2 separate regions of the Mus musculus genome follow, and region 1 is linked to region 2. Evidence: chromatin contacts called from public Hi-C data. All regions are on one chromosome and are shown on one strand. Each heading gives the region's core, a stretch centred on a gene start, on an enhancer-like site or on the middle of the called end of the contact. The rest is flanking DNA. Distances are from core to core; before and after follow the strand shown.

What was found. A called contact is a pair of places that touch in the nucleus more often than the background predicts.
Region 1: a Hi-C map of the N1E-115 cell line shows a contact between it and region 2, with 7 times the contacts expected there. The contact joins two enhancer-like sites. A contact is called at or near these places in 1 of 39 promoter capture datasets (hippocampal neurons), 1 of 15 datasets of contacts at CTCF or cohesin (pro-B cells), 5 of 484 Hi-C or Micro-C datasets (the HL-1 cell line, the N1E-115 cell line, cerebral cortex and 2 more) and 1 of 9 other capture datasets (embryonic stem cells).

What each region holds. Positions count from the first base shown.
Region 1 is chr15:35,351,040-35,355,404 of GRCm38.p6, reverse strand. No RefSeq gene overlaps it. Among named protein-coding and RNA genes, the nearest start is that of Vps13b, 18 kb to the left of the region's middle. Within about 2 kb of position 1,859, at least 3 of the 459 cell types and tissues checked have an H3K27ac peak or open chromatin away from gene starts, as enhancers often do. A contact at or near this core is called in the N1E-115 cell line, where this site is marked.
Region 2 is chr15:34,889,385-34,894,379 of GRCm38.p6, reverse strand. All of the region lies in intron 10 of Stk3 (serine/threonine kinase 3), which reads left to right. Among named protein-coding and RNA genes, the nearest start is that of Gm52204, 18 kb to the left of the region's middle. Within about 2 kb of position 2,804, at least 42 of the 459 cell types and tissues checked have an H3K27ac peak or open chromatin away from gene starts, as enhancers often do. A contact at or near this core is called in the N1E-115 cell line, where this site is marked.

The DNA of each region.
Region 1 (4,365 bases), core at 610-3,109, 460 kb before region 2:
AAGATCTTGAGCCACAGTGGCTATGGATTCCAGAAGATTGAATCTCCGAGTTTAAGGAACACACCTTTAATGGCTAAGATCAAAAATTTAGGTGACAGGAGATGCTGGTGAGGATGAGGACAAAGAGGAACACTCCTCCATTGCTGGTGGGATTTTAAGCTTGTACAACTACTCTGAAAAATCAGGCTGGCAGTTCCTCAGTGAATTAGACATAGTACTACAGAAAGACCCAGCAATACCTCTCCTGTGCATATACCCAGAATGTGTTCCAACTTGTAATAAGGACACATGCTCCACTATGTTCATAGCAGCCTTATTTATAATAGCCAGAAGCTGGAAGGAACCCAGATGTCCCTCAACAGAGGAATGGATACAGAATGTGGTACATTTACACAATGGAGTATTACTCAGCTATTAAAAACAATGAATTTATGAAATTCATAGGCAAGTGGATGGATCTGGAGGATATCATCCTGAGTGAGGTAACCCAATCACAAAAGAACACACATGATATGCACTCACTGGTAGTGGATATTAACCCAGAAACTTAGAGTACCCAAGATACAATTTGCAAAACACATGAAACTCAAGAAAAGGAAGCCCAAAATGTGGAACAAAATAGCCATGGAAGGAGTTACAGAGACAAAGTTTGGAGCTGAGATGGAAGAAAGGGCCATCCAGAGACTGCCCTACCCGGGGATCCATCCCATATACAACCACCAAACCCAGACACTATTCCATACGCCAGCAAGATTTTGCTGACAAGACCCTGATATCTCTTGTTGAGGCTATGCCAGTGTCTGGCAAATACAGAAGTGGATGCTCACAGTCATCTATTGGATGGAACACAGAGCCCCTAAAGAAGGAGCTAGAGAAAATACCCAAGGAGCTAAAGGGGTCTGCAATCCTTTAGGAGTATTAACAATATGAACTAACCAGTACCCCCCCCCCAGAACTGTGTCTCTAGTTGCATATGTAGTAGAGGATGGCCTAGTAGACCATCAATGAGAGGAGAGGCCCTTGGTCTCGCAAAGAACATATGCCCCAGTACAGGGGAATGCCAGGGCCACGAAGCAGGAGTGGGTGGGTTGAAGAGCAGGGCAGGGGAAGGGTATAGGGGACTTCCAGGATAGTATTTGAAATGTAAATGAAGAAAATACCTAATTAAAACAAAAGCTATGAAATAGCCTTTATCCTTCATCCCTGGAAGATGTAGGAGAGCAACACAACAGCTGCAGTACTGGCCAGCCTGCTCCGGAGAAGGCTGAGCCTCCTCGATAGAATCAGTTCCTAACTTTACCTGTGGGGCAAGTGGACTGTGCCACCAGACAGAAGACCTGTAAGGTGGAAACAGGTTCAAAACCCCTGAAAAATCTCATAATTAAGAATAGCATGTGTTGGAACCAGACCCTGGCCAGACTTACCTGTTCTGGAACACATGACCATGACACAGCACTGAAGTGACCATGACAATCAGTCACATAGCATAAAAACCTGGAGTTCTCCATGCTAATGAGGTGTCTAGAGAGGCCTGAGTGTTCAGCCAATGAGCTCCCTTCCTGGGCATCTTTTCCTGCAAAGGGTATTTACTTCCTGCTTCTTCCTGAGTAAGACATATGCGTTCACATCTGCCGTGAGTTTGGACAAACAAGGATCATCTCCTTTATCAGTGACTGGGGGGAGGGGAGGCTTCGTAGTAAAAAATCCTCCCTAAATCGCTCAGAGAAGGCCTTCTCTCTTTCAACCCTTCTGTACTCTCGGCCATCACTGGGAAACAAACTGGACTCTGCCCAGTCCAAGCGCCTGCCATCACCTTCTTGACTGGTGCATACAGGATGCTAAGATTCTCAGACCACCGTTCTCAACTCCTCTGGGTCCCCAGTAGCGTCTGGGTACACAGGAGATTGAGAACCACAGCATCCTTCCCAGACCCTGCTGTTTCTCACCCGGGGAAACACAGGCTGGGGACTCCCTGTCTTGGACCCCCATCCTTAAGTGGTCTGCCTGCAGCACATGTGTATCCCAGCAGCAAGGCATACACCACAGACTAACATTTACCTATCACCTTAAAGTTCTAAGTATAAGTGCGTAAGTGTAAAGCTCAGAGTGTACGTGAGCTTGGCTAGGGGCTGCCGTTAAATTCGTGTTCTCCTCAGATGCTGAGATTAGGCTTTCAGGAGATGCTCACCAAAGGATCGTTAATTATATCCTGGAACCAATAATAAATTTTAATTTTACGACTCTTGCCCTCAAGTTTTCAGAAGCCTAGGTAGAAGTCACCAGGATGATCATTAAAAAAAGGGAGAGAGAAAGAAAGAAGAAAAGGATTCGAGTATTTTGAAACAAAACAAGTCCCCCAACCTGCTTTTCTAGCATCCCAGGTCTCTGCTGAGTGTCACAGCCTGTGCAGGCCTTCTCACCCCCTGCAGGTGGTGCTGGTACACAGGTTGTCTGGCTACATCTTTAAAGACAGTTATCTCAGCTACTAAAGCTGTTCTCAGTATTTGGTTTAAAGCTGTTGTAATGATCTAAATTACTCCTTCTCTTCACCCCAGTTATTGAGTCACAAAGAAAAACAAATACAGAAAAGGATGAGTCAGCTGGAGGTATCAGAGAGATTATCTGACATCTGATGCTAAATCTACCAGACCCAGCAATGACAAGATGCAGCTGTAGAGGAAAGATATGTTCTCTGTGTGTGTGCGTGTGTGTGTGCGTGTGTGTGCACGCAAACTGTCCTGTAATAGCTCCTGCCCACTTTCCCAAACCTGCAGAATTAGCTGGGCCAGATGGCACAGAACCATTAATCCTAGCATTCAGGAAACAGAGGCAGAGGCAGGCAGATCTCTAGGAGTTTGAGGTTTGAGGTTAGCCTGGTCTACATAATAAGTTCCTGTCTCACCCACACCCCACACCCAAAACAAAACAAAACAAAAAACCTGACGGATTAACCCCAGAGCTGTGTCTCTCACTCTCTCTGTGCTCAGGTGTCACTGGGTATTGGTAGTTGGGACTTCATTTAGAGATCTTTCGCCCCACCCACCAATGGCCCACCTCATCCACCTGCCATCATTAGTAGCTCTGTCCTCCATGGCCTTCCAGATGAATTCACTCAATGCAAATGTATTATAGTGGAATCTCCCACTCAGCTGAGAGCTCTGATAAGCAGGTTTGCCTTTCTCATCCTCTGTCACTAGTGCTTCTCCTGCACCCTGGAACATGTAAACACACATAAATTGAATGAATAAAGCAATCCATAAGAAAATTGCTAGCCAGGCGTGGTGGCGCACGCCTTTAATCCCAGCACTTGGGAGGCAGAGGCAAGTAGATTTCTGAGTTTGAGGGCAGCCTGGTCTACAGAGTGAGTTACAGGACAGCCAGGGCTACACAGAAAAACCCTGTCTCGAAAAACCAGGAAAAAGAAAAAAGAAAATTGCTAAAACTCTATAATTTTATAATAGCCTGGGACTAACGATTAATTTTAATTTTTTGTTCCTGCCACAAAGCTTTCAAAGTGGTCCAAGCAGATGTCAGTGAAGATGGCCACAAGTAAGATGCTGATGATGCTAAACTGACAAAGCAGTCCTGCAGCTAGAAACATCTCTTCCACAGCGAACCATGGAAATCTTTTCCAGCTACAAGTACTTGCTCCCCTCCCCCAACTCCTATGCCACTTTTGAATTCTGTGTGGCATCCTTAACTTTTATCAAGACGATGTTTCTGGCACTAAGATCCCGTTTGTCTTCTCATGCCATCCTCTTGCGACTGTACAAAGTTGTTGCTCAGATGCTGTGTATCTTGTGATAGCATAATAATACAAATAGGAAAGCCTAGCTATCTTTTATTTAAAACATTAAAAATGCAAGATGTAAAACTGGTAAGAGAGCCTTGACGGCAAAGGTGCTTGCTGCCAAGTCTAACAACCTAAGTTTATGTGCAGTCCCCAGGAGCCACAAGGTGAAGGAGGTAAGAGCTAACTTCCGCAAGTTGTCCTCTGACCTTCATGTGTATTCAGTTGTACATGTGTACATGTCTGCTCATGTATACACACACACACACACACACACACACACACTTCAATTAATAATAAATGAAGGGAAAGTAAAGCAAAATGTAAAGCCATACATACCATTTTTCCAACTAAATATTTTCATTTGGGAGGATACAATTATATTTCATTAGAATATATTTTTATGTTATTGTCCATTTTTGTTGTTGTTGTCCCTGCTGGAGATTGGATCCAGTACTTTGAGCATGCTAAGAATGTACCTTACCATAGAGCTACATCCTTAGCCCCATTGTTAATGTGTACTTTATTTTATTTTGTTGAGTTTTTTTTTTTACAGTAGAAATGATAGGGAAATT
Region 2 (4,995 bases), core at 1,555-4,054:
AAGTGAGACCATGACGATAAGAAGACCCACATGTTGGCAAGAGTCATATAACCAAAGCTGCCTTCATTTGTGCATAGCCATGCCAGGGTTTTACATGCAGTGAAGAGCTAGCTAACGAGCTTTAGGGGCCATGATATGGCTCATGTGATTTTTTTTTTAATTGTAGCTAACTTCTGTTAGAAAATACATTGGAGGGAAGCACAGGAGGAGGGAAGCTAGCTAGTAGTGTGTGGAAACAGCCTGCTTGAGTTTAAGAGGCCTTGAGCAGGAGGGTGGAAGAGAGACGAGAGGCCCACATTGGGATCCATCAGTACATAGCATGACATGCATTGTAACCTTTAAATATGGTAGAGGCTTGGAGAAAAGACCTTACCATAAAATACAGCGTTGTGGCAGTTGAAATTGTGGGTGGGATTGAAGGCAGATTGATTTGATTGACTGGTTGCTGGATTGATTGATTGATTGATTGATTGATTGTGATGCAGACTGAGAGAATGTACACTCCCATCTCAGTCTCCTGGGGCAGAATTCCAGGTGTCCATCACTCACGCCCAGCCCTATAGTTGTTTTTCTTAAAATTTTAAAAATTATTTTATTATTTTAAATGTACAATTTTTTTGCTTGCATGTGTATCTATGCACCACTTATGTTCAGTGCCTATAGAAGCCAGAAGAGGTCATGGGATCCCCTGGAACAGGATTTAGCTACAGTTGTGAGCAACCACGGGTTGCTGGAAAATAGACCCAAGTCCTCTGGAAGCTCAGCCAGCTCTCGACCCCCAAGACAGCTAGCTCTTCAGTCCCCGTTTTCTTGATATGTTTATTTTAAATGTGAGGTACTAAAAGTATTTCTTGCTGATGTAAAGGATAAAATAGAGAGCTAGATGGTACACAAGAAAAAAAATGTACTTCAGTTTTTGAAGAATAGCACACCAAGGCAGTTGTCAGGTAAGCAGGGAGGTTGCAGTCGTCTGCTAACGCCAGTGAGGCATGTGGCTGGGACACAGTGGGAAGTGACACTGCTTCATATTTAAAAGGAATTTGGAGCTTTGTGTTGCTATTTGAATTACGAGATATCTTCCTTTATTCCAGGCAATGGCTTATTTTCATGGTCCTTTTAGAAACATTCTTGTTCAGTCTTTTAAAAGGCTATTATGTCACCCTGTGCTCTCCTAGGAATTATAAAAAAATAATAAACTTTTGAAAGCACTTTACAAAATTAAAGAATTATAAAAATGCTAAGTGCTTTGTGTGGTCATTGATTTAATCTTATAATGTTTAGGCCATTTTGCCAACTCAATGTGGATTTTATAATATGTACTTGTTCTTACTCTGTTTTCTGTAAATTTTCACATTCTGATTTTATTATATCCTTATGTGTGTTTTTGCTAGTTTAGCAATAGTGATTAATTTTAAATTATTTATTGTAGTTAAGGCAAAAATAAAGTGAAACTGAATTTTCTAGCGTAAAATTCTGTGCATTTATTTAAAAAAAAAAAAAGTCACTCTTACTTTGTAGAGCAGAGCATAGAGAGCATAAAGGCACGCGGACTCATGCCTGTAATTCCTGCAGTCAGAGGTTCAGACAGGAGGATTGCTGAGTTCAAGAGCATGCCAGGCTATGCAGTAAAGCCCTGCTGCCTCCCCTCATGATGGCAGACCCAATCTAATCAAACATTTGAGGATATTGAATTATCTCTGGAAGTTACTTAATCATTCTAATCTTCATTAATAGTATCTGTAAAATAAGTATTTATAAACTTGTCATCTCCTCGCTGTGTGGTTCTGTGAGTAAACACTAGGATGTGAAGAAGCCATGGATTGATTCATTTTGTTTAGACTTAAGAGCCATTGACATTCTGAAGAAAAAAAAAACAAAAAACAAAAAAACAACTGAATCTAATTTACAGCCTTTGTGAAACCCTCTAATGGAAACATTCGCTATGGTGGAAACCGTGTATCTTTGTTATTAACCTTAACTATGTTCAGATTCTGGCTACCTTTCAATAACTACATGTCTTGAGAAGTTAACATTTTTAAAGATTATTTTATGTATAAAATACTTGTTCTGCCTGCATGTCTGTGTGTAAATCATATGTGTGCAGTGCCCATCAAGGCCACAAGAGGATGTGGGATCCTCTGGAACTGGAGTTGCAGGGGTTGTAATCTGTCCTATGGGTGCTAGAAATGGAACCTAGGGACCCTGGAAGAGCGGCCAGTGTCGGTTGCTGAGCCATCTCTCCAGCCTCCTGAATGTTCAAATAAACTCTGGTGTTTCTAAAACTGTAAACTTTCAAAAGTTATAGTATTTTACTGTTTCACAAAACTGTTGCCTTAGGTAAGATTACAGTGTCTGCTGGAGGCAAGCAGTTGATTCATGTAACTACTGCATTGTATAGACATATCCATAGTAACATGAATCCATATAAAAGAATATCTCCTGTAGAGCTAGCCTGAAAACATTAAATAGCCGAATGCCGTCCAGGTCTTTTCACTCACTCGGCTCCCCAGGGAGTGTCCAACACGTTCTGAGGGATACTTTCTCACTGAAGCCTTGAAACAGCTTATTAGTCCCTAGTTGCCAAACTTATCCATACATAGTTTACTGCCTTACACACAGCCCATCAATGCTATTGGTGATTCCTTTCTGGTCTAGACAAGAGTTTCAAAACACATAATGCTAAATTAAAAAAAAAAAAAAGGTGAAATTTAAAAATAGAAAAGCAGGTCTTCTCTCTTAAAGGTGGAAGATGTGCAGCACCAACTATGGGCAGCAGAGGGTGCTGGCTAGCCAAAGACATAATGTTCTCATGGAGGCCGAGTGAAACCTTGTCGTTGTGAGGGGGGCTTCAGTAAACAATTGCTCATGTCTGTGGAGCACAGTGGCTTCATGTTCTTCGGTTCCACAAACCATTAATCTGAAAGGGACCCGTCTTCCTAACTACTCAAGAGCCAGCGATCAGCTGGAGGTATCCATCCTTCACAAATGTGTGCACCTCCTGTGTTTGACCTCACCTCCACCCTGTTGAGGATTGCTCACTCAGAACTCACTCCATACAATTCAGGTAATGTTGGAGTGTTTAATTTTACTTCTTTCTACTGGCTTCCAGTAGTAACTTTCTTAATGAGACTTAAAAGCCTTTCGAAAAATAGTAGCAGGTTATTCACTCTGCTCTAAGCTAGCTAAGAAGCCCACTCCTTTAGGAGCCACTAAACAGTGTCTCATTTGAATGATCAGAGCAGAGATTTCCCAGGGAAAGAGAAAAATCCACTGCCATCATCCTGGCAGAGTCACGTGCCCTGTTTGGTATTGTTATAATTTAGAATGCAAAAAGATCAGTGAAAAACAGTTTGGGGTGACTGAAAAATTGGAAGGTAGTTAACAAAACCCACAGATGCCTTCATATTTAAGAGTGCTTCCTTTTTTGAGCAGCATAGCCTGGTGCAGCTGCTGACATGACAGCCATTGTGGACTGTGAGAAAGAGGACAGTCTGGCAGCAGGCTTTGTAGTGAGGATGATGAAATGAGGCAGTTAACACATCTGCAGGAAGAAAGCAATAGCCAGAGCCATGCCTGTCAGCACTGCAGCTGGGCTTCAGTGAGGTGCTGAGGATACAGAGACTGTGCTTGATGATGGTGGGCCTCGGGGCCTCTCACACATGACACACTCTGGCAAAAGAGAAGGAGCTGATAAAGTTTTCTCGTGTGAATGTCCCTAATAGAAAATGGGCCAGTGGAACTGAAAGAGAACACTGATAGCCAGAGAGGGCAGTGTGTGTGAACCGGCTTTAAGGAATATGATTCTGTTTAACAATAGTTTCTTAGCAAATTTAATTTTGTCTATTTTGGTTTTGTACCTCTTCTGAAATAAAAAAGGCAAGGAACATCTTTTTTACACTATTCTTGCTCACTGCTTCTGTTCATTCCAGGTGTTAGGCACGTAGGGCTTGGTCTGCTGTATCACTCGGGACTGGGGATCACATAGTGTTATCTGAGAATACAAAACAGTGCGTAGACGATTCCTTAAACAACAAAATATTCCAGCCACTTGTACATGGAAAGTTCCTCAGGAGCACGTTGACTTCTGTATTGCATAGCTGCGTTATTATTATTCCAGCAGAGATAACCCAACAGCATGGCTCTCATTTGCTTCCTAATTACAGATGCATTTCCCCTTAATCCTTATTAAAATGGACTTTTTAAAGAGTAAGCTGAAATTTCATCCTGTAAAATAAAATGTAAAGATTTACTAGTAAAACTACTTCATATTAATGTGTATTATTCAAACCAGAGCTCACATTCTGATCCCCAAGTTTCCACTCACGACCACAGTCTCCTGGCAGGGCAGTGTGTAGATGCAAAGTGAGATTCGATGCACTCTGAAGAGCCCCAGCTGGGGCTCGCTTGTGTTGTCACAGTAGTTGTGAAGCCACTCAGAAAGCAGGTGTCTGGCTGGAGCCTGGCCTCCCAGGTATGTCAGCTTGGTACTGCCCTGGCACTGACAGACTCTGGGGACATTTGGGGAGGTACTCATTTTAAAGGTAATACTAGAGGCAGACTCCCTCGTGCTTTGTGCTCTACCAAGTGAAACCAGAATGTTTAAGCCCTACCCCACTCACACCTTTTCCATTGAAACACTGTAAAAGTCCTTGCAGCCCATTCGTTTACCATAATGGTCCAAGCATGAGGTTTGCTGAGTGCTTATTACAAGTAATGACAAACAGGATGGCTCAGTGCACAGACACTATAGTCCTCTCCGTAGACTAGAGTCTTGGATGGTTACCTTTGGAAGTTGATACCTCGATCATAGGACCCTAAGACAGTAATGTTCCCTTGGTCTCATTTTATACCCTCCTGGATGTTTTCCCTCCATCATACTTTCTTTTTAATGCAGGGTCTCTCCCTGAACCTGGACTCACTAATGTGACTAGACTAGCTCAAGGGATCAGCCTGTCAGTATGCTGTGTCCCTCACCCAGCACTGGAATTAGATCAC